Regions from separate parts of the Mus musculus genome. Here all the other regions are linked to region 1. Evidence: chromatin contacts called from public HiChIP or PLAC-seq and promoter capture Hi-C data. All regions are on one chromosome and are shown on one strand. Each heading gives the region's core, a stretch centred on a gene start, on an enhancer-like site or on the middle of the called end of the contact. The rest is flanking DNA. Distances are from core to core; before and after follow the strand shown.

Region 1 (4,396 bases), core at 991-3,490:
TAGCTCCTTGGCTACTTTCTCTAGCTCCTCCATTGGGAGCCCTGTGATCCATCCATTAGCTGACTGTGAGCATCCACTTCTGTGTTTGCTAGGCCCCGGCATAGTCTCACAAGAGACAGCTACATCTGGGTCCTTTCAATAAAATCTTGCTAGTGTATGCAATGGTGTCAGCGTTTGGATGCTGATTATGGGGTGGATCCCTGGATATGGCAGTCTCTACATGGTCCATCCTTTCATCTCAGCTCCAAACTTTGTCTCTGTAACTCCTTCCATGGGTGTTTTGTTCCCAATTCTAAGGAGGGGCATAGTGTCCACACTTCAGTCTTCATTCTTCTTGAGTTTCATGTGTTTAGCAAATTGTATCTTATATCTTGGGTATCCTAGGTTTGGGGCTAATATCCACTTATCAGTGAGTACATATTGTCACACTGATTTCTTAGTTTCAGAGACTGTGTGCCTGGAGACTTCATATAAAATGTCACAGGACATTTATATATATCCTTCATCTTTCCTGACTGGGGTGATGTTCTTGGATCGCCGTCTTTGGTCCTCACCTGGGAAATCTGTTAGAAAGTAGATTTAGGGAAAGAGGCAGTAGGGTTGGGTCAATGGGGAGCTGTTTCGGGTGTGATGATATGAGGCACCTCAATTTGAGAATGAGGGGTCTAGACATGGGGAAAAGCAGGTGAGAGTTAAACACGGAATAGTACAATGGCCCTGGAAAGCTGGAGGTCTGCCTCCATCTTGTTTAGTGACCAGTCAGCTGTTGTTAGCAAAGCCATGCAAGCATGCAGATTGGGTTTCAGTGCACAAGAATTCATGCCTAGTTTCCTGGGCAGGACCAGGAGGTGACTTCTGAGACATGTGAGCCAATGCTGGATCCAGATGTTCTGGGAGAGCATTACCTAGCTACTCCCTGACCAAGTACCCATGTCTACAGGTCCAGATTCAACCAAGGGTTTTGAGACTTCAAAGATTTGGCTGAGAGATGTCTCCATTCACCACCCAGGTTCTGCCCAGGTCCTCAAAACTTCTTCCCAGGGGTCTTGTTTTGGGCCACTGGGATTCACAGAAATGGATCACGGGGGACACAACAGAATGGGGGAAAACATGGGGGTGTGCCATGCATCTTGAAGACTGTTTGCCAGGGGTGATGTCCACAACATCCACATTGGTCTTTCATTCTCAGAGCTTGTGGCCTTGAGCAGTGGTTGGCCTGCAGGCCTTCTATGCCTTCTATGGCCTCACCCCAGTGCTGTAAGATGGGCAGGACGCTCTGCCCAGGAAACCAGACTTTTGAAGGCTGAGGCACCTGTTCTAGATTCCCAAAGCTGGGGGTGGCAGGTAGGAACTGACTCCAAGTCAGCCGCACTAGCATGCAAAGAAGGGGCCATGTTAGGGTCCAGACATTCCCCTGAGGATCAGGGTGGCAAGGCCCAGTGCCCTCTTCCTTGACAGATGTCAGTGCCTATCTAGCTGCTGGGCTCACCAAAATTTGGAAATATGATTTATACTTGTCTTGATGAATCAGTAAAGTGATCAGGTGGGAAGAAAAAATTCGGTTGAGGGCATTAGGAGAAGGGCTAGGGAACACTCTGACATGTTTGCAATCTTAATGTTTCTTTTTTTCCCATCTATCTCTCTTCCTCTCTCTGCATAATATATCTCCATCTTTCCTCATCTCTCTATTCTTTACCTCTCTCCATCTATCCCTTTCTCTCTCTTTAAAAAAATTATGTGCATAATGTTTCGTCAGTATGTGTGCCTGTGCCTGTGCCTGTGTACCACCGTATCTGAGGATGTCAGAAGAGGGTGTCAGATTCCCTGGGCTTTCAGTTATGGTTAGTTGTGAACCACCATGTGGGTGCTGGGAATCGAACTCAGGTCCTCTGGGAGAGCAGCAGGTGCACTTAACTGCTCTGCCACCTCCCAGTCTTCTTTCCCTGTCCTTATCCCCATCCTCTTTGTCCTTCTATTTTTTTTTTTTTTTATCTCTTCCCATCTCTATTTCTTTATGGCTTCTTCTCATTCCTAATTCTTCTCTTCTCCCCTTCCTCTTCCTCTCCTTTCTCTCCCCCCCCCCCTGCACCCCACCCCGTGTCTGTCTCCAGCCCCACTCCCCCCTTCCCTGCCTGCCCCTTACTTCAAGCATTCAGGGTTTCGCCAGGGGGCTAATCAACATGGGGGGTGGGGCTACACAGCTCTCCGAGTTTATTCACTGAAACAACTCTGTATTACCAGGACTTGTTCGCCGCGAAACTGACTGCTTACGTTTTATGTGGCCATTGATCTTTAATCTGAGTCTGCCTGGAGGTTTCCTATAACATCAGGACTCCCTGGCCCTAGATGTGATTGCACACCGGAGTAAGTGGCGGCCCAGGCTGCTCTTTTCTCATCGGAGCAGCTGAAATGGTTGTATGGTGGGTGGAAAGTGCTGAGGTGTGGGTTCTATAAATAGCTGAGCTTGGTGGCGCGGTCTCCTCGGGGTGCCGGGCGGCGCGGATCTGGGGATGGGGTGCGGGCTGCAGTCGCGGGGGAGGCTGCTATCTATAGCGCGCTATTTTTAGCTGCATCAGCCGAGGAACCTGACAGCCGGTTAATGACTGCCACCCGCCGCGCGTCTGCGCGCCCCGGCTTTGGCACGCCAGGAGCAGCTGCGCCATGCTCAAAGTTGTCGCCTCGGAAAAGGCCTCTCTCCCTGGGAAGCAGGGCTGTTGCAAGAAGGCACTGGGCCTTGCCACCCTGATCCTCGGGGGAATGTCCGGGTTTTAACCACAGCCCCTTCTTTGCACGTTAGTGCAACCTGGAGGGAGACTGCAGAGAGGGGGCGTGCGTGCGGCCTGAGGTGGGCAGGACACAACAGGAGGCAGACCTGAGAGGCCAGAGTGCTCTCCTTGAGCCCTGGGGAAGTCAGACACCTGGCCAGAAGACTGGGGGCGGCCACCTTGACTCAGAGATCATGATTTCCATAGGGAAAAGTCCTGCAGTTTGGAAATGAGATGTCCTTGAGAGATGTGCTGTTACGGTTTTATAGACGTGGTGCTGTGCACACGGAGGCTGAGTGATTTGCTCAGGAACACAGAGCCTGCCACCTCTCTCTGTACCCTCTGCAGCTGCTGCACCCTGTCAAGGGCCTGGTGACAGTGACACTCTGAACAGATCCCACAGCCTCCAAGCAAGTGGCCACTAGCTTATCATTAAGATGGAGTGGGGGCCTGAGAAGGGCCAGGGTCCCTGGTGGGAGGAGACCTGTGGCCATTTCACACAGGGAAGAGGGTCAACATGAAGTCTGAGCCCCTCCTATACTCCTCCTCCATGGCACTGAAGGGTGCGGCAAGCAGCAGGGCTTAGTCACGGTTCTGAGCCCTGTGTTATACAGATTGGCGCAGAGTCCTCCTTGCAATCCTAGAGATGCAGGAGAATCAGTGCTACCATCGCTTTAAAGACGGAGAAGAGAGACACAGAGAGGTTAATTAGTTGTTCAGGGCCATCCACTTAGGAAAGAGGGATTGAAACTGGGGGTCATCTGGCCATTGGCTATCTGTACCCTGAGACTCCCCACTGCCTCTGCATAAAATGCATCTGACTAAATCAACTCAGTGTGGTCAGATTTAAAGGATCTGAGACTCCTCTTCTCCACCCAGTCCCCTCTAAACTCTACAGCCCTAAGATCCAATTCTCACATGCTGATGATGCCCATGGTGGTGATGGGCCTTGGTATCCATAGCAACCAGCGGTGCCATGGTCCAGTCCCCTGGGCTTTATGGTATTCCCAGTCACTCAGGCATCCTTTGGTCACACTCAGGCAGATGGTAGGGGTGACTTGTTCTGAAGTTTCTCATGCTTTTTACCCTCTACTCTCAAGACCAGAAGACTAAACACTTGGTTTGTCTGAAGGCAACACAGCTGGAAGTGGCCCAGGAATCGCAAACATAATTCTGTGTGCTAGTACTATCTCATTATCTTCCTTCTTTCTGCCTGGGATGAATCTAGGTCTCCAGAGTCATAGCAGCTGTCTTATAGCATGGGGGGCGGGCGGGGGGGGGGCACCAGAAAACTGGCTGACAACTTTCTTGGTATTATCATATTCTGGAGTCCAGAAGTGTCCTTCTTATCTTGGGAAAAATACACAGCCGATTTGCTTACATTATCCACACTCCACCTCTGATACTCAAAAGCATTTCTAACACAGGCAACTGTTTGAGGTCTGTGCATGTGAAGTCAGTTTACAAAGTGGAAAGCGGAGAGGCAGAGACCCTGTTGGCTTGGCTGTATGGCCAGTCTCGGTTTGTTGTTCCTGGATGCAGCACTGACAGTCTCCTATCCCGGGAAGCTTCCCAGATCTGGTCATCCATCCTTCCTGCCTTCCCAGGACACAGAGACCCTCCTTCAGCTC
Region 2 (4,396 bases), core at 1,108-3,607, 510 kb after region 1:
GCTGGGGTCAAGGGGGCGCCCTGGCTGCAGGTTGTGAGAGCCCCGAGGCTTTTCTACCATCTACCACACCCCGCACGGCAGGTTCCGGGTACTCTCTCCACGCCTGTCCTTGCCGAAAGCCACGGACCCCTCCGGCTTGGCAAACTCCAGTCTCCAGGAGCCTGCGTGAGCGCGCCTCTGTGTGTGTGTGTGTGTGTGTGTGTGTGTGTGTGTGTGTGTGTGTGTGTGTGTGTGTGTGTGTGTGTGGTGTATGACGCGCGTGTGGCTGTCGATGAGTCAGAAACCAACCCCAGCTCGCCTTTGAGGACAGAGGCGCGGACCTGAGGCTTGAAGCACACACCCGCCACCAGCCCTGGGGGCTGTAGGGGATTCCTCGGCAGCGCCGCGCCTCCCAGTCCTGGACCGGAATGCTTTAGGCTAAGTTTCCGGGCAAGTGGCTCCGACCAACACCGCAGGGAGCAGAAACTCGACTGCTTGCTATTCTTCGGGAAGAAGAGAGAAGGGAGACCCGGTGGGTGTCGCCAGGCGCTCAGCAACGCCGCTCTAGAGCCACGGGAGGCTTCGCAGCATCTTTAAGGAGACAGGAAAGGAGTCCAAGAGCTTGGAAGAGACGAGGGCAGGGCCTTGTTTCGCAAGATGGGCAGTCACGTGCAAACTCCTTGGCAGCCCGAGTTGGTGGGCGTCAGGGTCGGGGCAGGGGTGCCAGGCAGGTTCGTAGGGTCAGGTTGGGAAACCTGAAAAAGATGAGAACCTTGAAGAGGGATCCTTTTCGAAAGAGGCAAACTATTGGCTTCTCTTCGGGTAAAGTTAGTTTAAGTTGATTAGGAAAAAGCATCTCCCTCAAAGACAACATCTTTCTTCTAGAAAGGGGCACTCGCGTTGCTAAGAAAATGGCAAGAATGTCTGAAAAAGCAGCTGGTGCTGCTCTGTGGATGGTGATTAGCTCACAGACTGGTACTGGGGAGCGAGCTAACCTGAGTGCAGAGAAATTGGCTGGCGGGGAGAGCAGATGATTTGAAGTATTGATTTCTTCCACCAGTGGTACGGTATGAACTTTAAGATAAAGTGCAGAAACAAACGAAAGACAAGCATTGTTAGAGGAAGGGGCGGTCACTACCCTAGCTCTGCTTGTCCGGTGGGAAGTGCTGGCGAGCGTTGCCTTAGGAGACTTGAGGTTTCCGGCTCAGCCACCGTCACCATTTTCAAGGAAGGAGAATTATACAGCGTGTGCATTAGGCCTTGCTGAGCTCCAGTTTGCCCTTTCAGCATCTGAGCATGGGCAAATGACTACGAAAACTGCTTGCAACTACTGTTCCTACGGAGGACAAGGAGAAAACAAAGGCAATAGTTTCACATTTTATCCCAGGATTCAGGCAGCGTTGACTTGGGGAGAGAGGCCTGGGCCAAAATTTGAAAGAGTGAGACTTATTCATGATTTTACCTGAATTGCTGCCAAAAAAGCGTACAAACCCTTCATTCCCTAAAAATAGCATCGTTCTTCAAGTGTAATTTGTTTACCTCAATTAAAAATAAAACCCACTTCTTAGTGTTATAAAGTGCTTATGAAGGTAAGGGTTGGCTGTACTAAAAAAAATCAAGCTTTTTATTTCTAGATCAATATGATGTGCTCTCAACATCTAATACCATGTAAAAGGAACCTTTTTACAACATCAATAGCAGGCAGGCATGTCTACTAAGAACCTCCTTTCCTGGAATCCCAAGGCTGTTTGATTTCTTTCGTTTTCACAAGAAGCACGATTATGACACCGTTCATTATAAACAAGGGGTTGAAAAATAGGACGAGATGGAAAATCTGGAAAGTAGCGAGTCATTTATTCACTTATAAAAACCAGGCAAACAAAAACAAGCAAATAAACAGACATTAAAAATACTCCAGCTACGGATCATCGTGGAAAGGAAAGAATTTAGTTATTTTGTGACATTTATTGAAGCTGGAGGGGGTGGCTTGTTGATTTTTTTTTTTTTAGAGAGAGAGAGAGAGAGAGAGAGAGAGAGAGAAAGAGTCTAATGTGTATTAGAGCCGAAACTACATCTGTTGCCATTTAGAAACTGGGAGATTCCATCCTGTTTCTGAGACCATGCTGCAGGTATTTTTGCATGGGCTTTCCAATGTGCAAAACAAACCACAAGTGTGTGTGTGTGTGTGTGTGTGTGTGTGTGTGTGGGCAGGAGTGGAGTGTGTGTGTGTGTGTGGGGGGGGGAAGCATCTGCTGAGGAGGAACCTGTTTCAGTTAGAATGAAACCCCCAATTAAAGTGTATCTGTGAGATGTGTCTGCTTTGGCTCAGTGCAGCAGACGGCAGCCCGTTCTTTAATTTACAGTTTCACGCCTAGGGATGGCAGCAGAGCAAGCTTCCAGCCCTCAGCTTTCTCTTTTTATGTTTTGCCTTTCAGCCTGGGCTTCTCCCCTGGAGTTGTTTAAGCGGTCAGGCTCCATCCTTGGCCATTATCTGCTTGCTTTTAGGACCTGGGTCACCTTATTAGTTGCCACTATGTCAGCCCAGATCGAAGCAGGCCAGGTCTGTATGATACAGAATCAATCAGTTGAAAGTGAAAAATGAAGCCAATTAGCTGATTGCGTGGGTGTCCCAGAGAGGCCTGACATCTGACTTTCCTCACCTGATCGGACAGTTCCTTGGTTCCCTGGTAGCTTAACCCCCAAGTTTGTGAAAGATGCATCACTATCTGGTGTGACTATGCATTTTAACTTTCTTTTGCCTCCTGCACCATCAACCTCTGAGCTTTCAATAGAAAATGGCCTCCCTGGAAGAACAGCCCAGATGCATCTTTGCAGAGCAGGCAGGGTTCCTGTTGAATTTGGCTCTATAGTTTTTGTTATTCAGTGCTTGGGGCTCTTTGCACTTCATCTTGTCTAGCAACGTAGAAGTTTTAATACAGGCTCATTACAGAAGATAGGTAGGTAAGTTGTTGAACACGTCTGTCTGTTCTTTTGTTTTTGGTAGGAGTAGGAGAAGCTTGGCATTAGTTCTGGGAATAGAGATAGACAAAGCAGGAAACACCAGGTAGAATTGAATATATGTATGCTTTCTTTCCGACTATTCCACAATTCTTAAAGTGATGACAGTGTTTAGATCCATAGAGATGTACCTAAGGCTTGCAACTGGGAGGAATCTACTTCCATTTCCAGCACCTACGTAAACATCACAGGCATGGTGGCATACTGTGGATGCAGAGACAGGAAGCTGCCTGGGGCTCACAGCATAGCCAGTTCAGCTTAGTGAGTGAACTCTGGAACAGTGTTGACAGTAGTGATGATGGTGCTGGTGAGCGTGATACCCGAGGCTGTCTTTTAGCTTCTGCATGCACACATGAGCATACTCACCCATGTATGATGTATGTCTGTTTACACATACATGACACAGTGCACAGTAACAAAAAGAAAGACTTGTCGGGACATACATCGGTTGCCACGGTCTTCCGGTAAGATGAGCTTCCTCTTGGTAGCTTTGGTTTGAAAATATCCTGCACCTTTATAAATTTCTATAGACACAAGATCACAGGATTTTGATTGTGGCTACTACTTTTTTTTTAAAATGCTGTTTCAAACACTTTACACCGGTATGACTCCTTTAGTCTCCATAACAACACGGGGTAGAGCCTTGTCTTGTTATTCCCATTTTACAGAGAATGCAAACAAGACAGAATTAAGTGCTAGTTAGGAGCAAGTAGTGGGGACTGGTTGGGCAGCCAGAGGCCAGCTTCCTCTTACTGTCTCCACTCCATTCCTCTCTGCAACACAAAAGCACTGTGAGGCTACACACCCATCCCTTGAAAGTCTCTGAGGATGCCATCTGTTTGCCTTTACAAATAGTGAACCTCTCCTTTGCTTGTCCAAATCTTCATCCCCTCTCTTTCTTTTCACTTTTTTTTGATGCCATATGCCCATGTACATGTTCATGTATGTTTACCTAAATGTATGTGCAGGTATGCACACATGTGTGTGGGATGCCCAAGGTTGATGCCAAGGGTTTTCTTCATCTGCTCTCTCCTTATTCTTTTTGAGTTAGGGTCACTCACGGAACCCGTAGCTCACAGTTCAGCTAGACTGCCTGGCCAGCAAGCCCTAGTGATCCCTCCTCCTGGTTCTGCCTTCCAGTTTGGAGACTTTTATATGGGTGCTGAGGATACTGGTCGTTGATATTAATGACTGCCCACCCCCCACTTCCTTTTCTTTCTTTTATATTGTACATAGAATTCTTGGGGGTGAAGCTGTCTGTCTGTTTTGGTGGAGCCAACTGTAACCACCTGATGCTTTTTCCCTCTTGGTGATGGGCCTTGCTAGATACTCGAGTTTATTACTCTATTTGATTTGGATAGTTGATCTGGTCAGAGAAACAGAGTCTTTAGATTGGTCA
Region 3 (4,396 bases), core at 1,026-3,525, 390 kb after region 1:
TAACTTCTCCACCCTTAAGCAGGCTCTGCAGCGGCAGAAATACCAAGATTCCTGCCTGTTGCAAAAGCAAGGGCACGAGCTGGCAAGGTAAACAAAGGGAAATAAAACAGCAAACAAAAGGCAGAGTGTGGAGTTGTGGGGAGGTCTCTAGCAGGGTATCATGGGATGGGATGTGCTTTCATTCAACATCTTCACTAATGATCTGGAAGAAGGCATGAACAGCGCACTGATTGTCATCAGAGCCATGCTAACTTGGGAGCTTTGGCTTCCACCAAAGATAGGGACTTGAGGACCAGGCAGAAGATACGCCCAGCTTGGAGAGGGCCAAGGGCACCTAGGAAAACTATGCAGCATCCACCAGGAAGGGAGCTAGCTAGCTGCCTGCATCCTATCTGGAGCCAACCAGGGTGTTTACAAATCAACCAGAGGAACAAACCTTTCCAATAAGAAGGCAGCCCAAGAAATGAGATATAGGCCAGTCATAGCAGGAGAAGGAGAGATCAGACATGGGGATATGAGCAGGGGAGCAGGGGTAGGGGAAGCCTGACACCCTTTCCTCTGTAGCCTCCTTCCCCCTAGGAAGCGAGCTCACGAGAACCTAAACCATGATTTGTGTTGATTTAGTTTTGGCTGTATGCCCAGGACCTAGAATTACACATGTGCAACACATACATCCCTTGATAAGTATTTAAATAAATTCAAAACAGAAGAGTGGAAGGTAAGTCATTGTGGAGGAAGAAAAGGGAGTCAGTAGGAGAAGGTGGGATACAAGACAGGATGATGGGATGAATAGAATCAAAGTATATTGTGTACATGTATGAAATTGTCATAAGGAAAGTTATTATATATAATTAATATATACTAATAATTGAGGGTTGGCAAGATGGAAGCACTTGGCACTAAACCTAAGAACCAGAGCTTGATCCCCAGAACTCAGGAGATGAAAGGAGAGCAGCACCTTGGCTAGTTGTCCTCTGAGCTCCACATGTGCATCATGGTCTGACCCCACAAATAGATAACAAATGGGTGGAAGGATGGATGGATGGATGGATGGATGGATGGATGGATGGATGAATACATACATACATACATATATGAATGAATGAATCGATGGATGAATAGATAGATAGATCGATACACAGATACATACATACATAGATAGATACATAGATGGATGGATGGATGGATGGATGGATAGATAGAAATAGATGGATAGAAAGATAGATATTTTTGAAAAATTTAAAAGCTGAGGGCCTGGTGGTACACATTAGAAGAGGCACACACACAGCTAACTTGCAAAGAACAGACTTGTTAAAAAATAATTTAAGAGAGAGCTAAGGAATCTTTAGAAATAATGCATTGTCTGAATTAGACTTCTTGTAAAGAAATTTTGAAGGTTTTTTTTTTAACTTAAAATACAATAAAAGCAATGTCCCTCTGTTTCTATTTCATGTAACTCTGGCATTAGAAGGGAAATAGAGATCAGATGGTGGTGGCACACACCTTTAATCCTAGCACTCGGGAGACAGAGGCAGATAGATCTCTGAGTTCAAGACCAGTCTGGTCTACAGAGTGAATACCAGTCCAGCCAGGGCTACACAGAGAAACTTTGTCTTAAGAAAAAAAGAAAAAAAAAAAACCCTAAAAAGACAATTTAAAAAATGAGCATTTAAAGGAAAACAGAATGAAGGGAAGATGAGAAAAGAGAACTGAAATCAAAAGACAATCAAAGATGCTTTGTTTCCATGAGGATCATACCAGCATCAAGATGGAGGAAAATGAAAGCAAAGAAACAGAGCAGAAGCTGGGGCTAGAGAGAAGTGAAGCAAGGAAGAGCTGATCAAGTTCCCCAGGGAACAGAGACCCATTCCGTTTTGCATTAAACATCCTCCTGGAGGCAGTCACAGTGCTTACAGGTGCTTGGCCCTGCTGTCTGGGTTTGGTGTGCTCTCTGGATTAGCCAACAATGTATAATCAATTATACTCAGTACACCTTCACATTGCTCCTGCTTTATATATGATGAACGGAGACTGAAGAAAAGATCCTGATCTGCGGGAGTGTCAAGAAGCCATTAAATCTACTCATTGGCATTATGGGTTTTGTTTTGTTTTATTTTTTGTTTTGTTTCCCTACAGTCTTACGCTGTCTACCAGGCAGGTTTGGGAGTGGGGAGAGTACAGGTTAGAAAGAAACCAGAGGGGAAAGTAAATAACCAGTCAAGATTTCCACATAGACTCTTCCAACCTCCCCTCAGGGAGTCATGCCCAGACTCCTCCAGGAACCACACCCAGGTTAGAGTCTGAAACTGCAGACTCACAGAGCTCTTCCCTGTCTGGTGCTAGAGGGTTGAGGTTGTAGTTTTTAGCTCTGTATTTCACTTCTCTGGAAGTGTGTGTGTGTGTGTGTGTGTGTGTGTGTGTGTGTGTGTGTGCGTGTGTGTGTGTGTGTGTGTGTGTGTGTGTGTGCGCACACACACACGCTTGCCCACACATGTGCGTGCTTCATGCTTGTTTGTTGGTTTGAATATGCTTGAAAGTTTTGACCCAAGGGAAGCGGCACTATTAGGAGGTGTGGCCTTGTCGGAGTAGGTGCAGCTTACTAGGAGGAGGTGTTGAAGGAAGTTCATCACTGTTTAGGTGGACTTTTAAGTCTTATGCTTAGGCTCCACCCAGTACAGAAGAGACCTTCCTCCTCCTCCTCCTGGCTGCCTTTGGATCCATATGTAGACCTCTCAGCTCCTCCAGCACTCTTGTCTGCCGGCACACTGCTATGCTTTCCACCATGACAATAATGGACTAAACCTCTGAAACTGTAAGCCAGCCCCAATTAAATGGTTGCTTTTATAAGAGTTGCTTTGGTCATGGTGTCTCTTCACAGTAATGAAACCCTAAGAATATGTATATTGGAGAACACATGTATCATATATCTAAACAGCATTAATTCATAGAAGTTCATCTTTATGTTGATCTGCAGGAAACCTGATCAATAGGATGGGCTAACGCCCAGGGATTATTATATTAATTTAATAATGACAGGAAAGGCTTATCAGTTGAAAGACACAATCCTGAGATCAAGTCTCTTTGGGACCTTGCCATTGAGATCATCAATTGAAGACCATTCAAAAATGGTGGGCCATCTTTCAGGAGCCCCACCTGGCAGCTTTAGCCTATCCTAGATGGCTCCTGACACAAGACAAGCTCTTAAGGAGTACAAACAACACAGCTTGCTCCTCATGGCCTGCTCAGTCTGCTTTCTTATAGCACTCTAGAACCACCTGCCCAGGGGTGGCCCCACCTCCAATGGGCTGGGCCCTCCCCACCAATAACTAATTAAGAAAATGCACTGCAGGTCCCACGGGCAGTACAGCATGTGACACCTTTAGCATGGAACCTCAAAGGTGACAGAGAATTCTTTCAATTTTGTTCACTTTGACTCTTTAAAAAAAAAAAAAAAACCCAACCCAACCCAAACAAACAAACAAACAAACCATTGTCCTTGGCAAGTCTTTGCATTAAGCTACTCTGGGTTCCTTGTCACTTTTGCTTTACGTGAATTTTAAAATATCTGTTTGTTTTGTCTGATACCTACTGTTTTGAGAAGTTCCCAGGGGGAGAAGTCCAGCTTCTGTTTAAAATCTTACAATGCTGATTGACTACCAGAACTTTAGTGATTGTGGAGGGTTGGAATGTTGCAGGCCCAGCGCTAAATTGTCTTTGGCTATCTTTAGCTGCCTTTTAATAGACATTTATTACCCAACTCTGTGTCTGACCTAATATCCCTTTGACTATCATTTTGGAATGCTTTAACAGACCATTAACTTCCACCAACCCCAACGCTACCTACCTGTCAGGCATTTGAAAAGACTTAGGACTTTCTTCTGTTCTGTTACTATACCACTGAGCAATCAACCATTATGTGTGTGTTCCTGGCTGAGTCATCCAAGTTCCTTCCAAGGATCCCAGACGTGTCTGCACAGTGCCACGTGTCAGGATGCTCTTGGGGCTTACTTCTGTGACTGTGCACCGAGCTTCCTTGGAAACCACCGTGAACTCAACTTTGATGATGCGCCAGTCAACCCTGTCTCCATGGAGGTCCACGTGTGGATGGAGGAAACAACAACCACTGTCCCTGCACAGGTAGTGGATTCAGGGAATGCACTGTGAGGCCTTGCTGCCTCTTTGTTGGTCAAAGCCTTGTCATGCAATGATGCAACATGTGAAGACACTGTTGACAGCTATATTTGTCACTGCTGGCCTAGATACACAGGTGGCCTGTGTGAGCCAGACATAAATGACTGTAGTAGCAACCCCTGTCCGTGTGTATGTATGTGTGTGGGGTGGGGCAGGGGGATGATGTGCTGAACTGTCCTCAGAAGATCTATATGAACACATTGCT

The links. Promoter capture Hi-C pulls out the DNA fragments that hold promoters and counts their contacts. HiChIP or PLAC-seq counts read pairs in DNA pulled down with a chosen protein or histone mark.
Region 2: a promoter capture Hi-C map of hippocampal neurons shows a contact between it and region 1, with 4 times the contacts expected there. The contact joins the enhancer-like site here to the promoter of 8030423F21Rik in region 1. A contact is called at or near these places in 16 of 39 promoter capture datasets (the 3T3-L1 cell line, the C10 cell line, the HPC-7 cell line and 9 more), 5 of 484 Hi-C or Micro-C datasets (cerebral cortex and embryonic stem cells), 13 of 115 datasets of contacts at active chromatin or transcription factors (the 230-238 cell line, acute myeloid leukemia, craniofacial prominence and 9 more) and 1 of 9 other capture datasets (embryonic stem cells).
Region 3: an H3K4me3 HiChIP or PLAC-seq map of embryonic stem cells shows a contact between it and region 1, with 22 read pairs. The contact joins the enhancer-like site here to the promoter of 8030423F21Rik in region 1. A contact is called at or near these places in 11 of 39 promoter capture datasets (the 3T3-L1 cell line, 3T3-L1-derived adipocytes, cranial neural crest and 6 more), 3 of 115 datasets of contacts at active chromatin or transcription factors (embryonic stem cells and heart atrium) and 1 of 9 other capture datasets (embryonic stem cells).

Annotation. Positions count from the first base shown.
Region 1 is chr5:52,616,855-52,621,250 of GRCm38.p6, reverse strand. It overlaps 8030423F21Rik (RIKEN cDNA 8030423F21 gene), which reads left to right and starts at 2,240. Exons shown (of 3, transcript NR_045738.1): 1 at 2,240-2,364.
Region 2 is chr5:52,109,147-52,113,542 of GRCm38.p6, reverse strand. It overlaps a transcript of Ppargc1a not described here. Among named protein-coding and RNA genes, the nearest start is that of Gm40302, 19 kb to the left of the region's middle. Within about 2 kb of position 2,357, at least 11 of the 459 cell types and tissues checked have an H3K27ac peak or open chromatin away from gene starts, as enhancers often do. A contact at or near this core is called in the HPC-7 cell line, forebrain and hippocampal neurons, where this site is marked.
Region 3 is chr5:52,230,265-52,234,660 of GRCm38.p6, reverse strand. No RefSeq gene overlaps it. Among named protein-coding and RNA genes, the nearest start is that of C130083M11Rik, 16 kb to the right of the region's middle. Within about 2 kb of position 2,275, at least 18 of the 459 cell types and tissues checked have an H3K27ac peak or open chromatin away from gene starts, as enhancers often do. A contact at or near this core is called in embryonic stem cells, where this site is marked.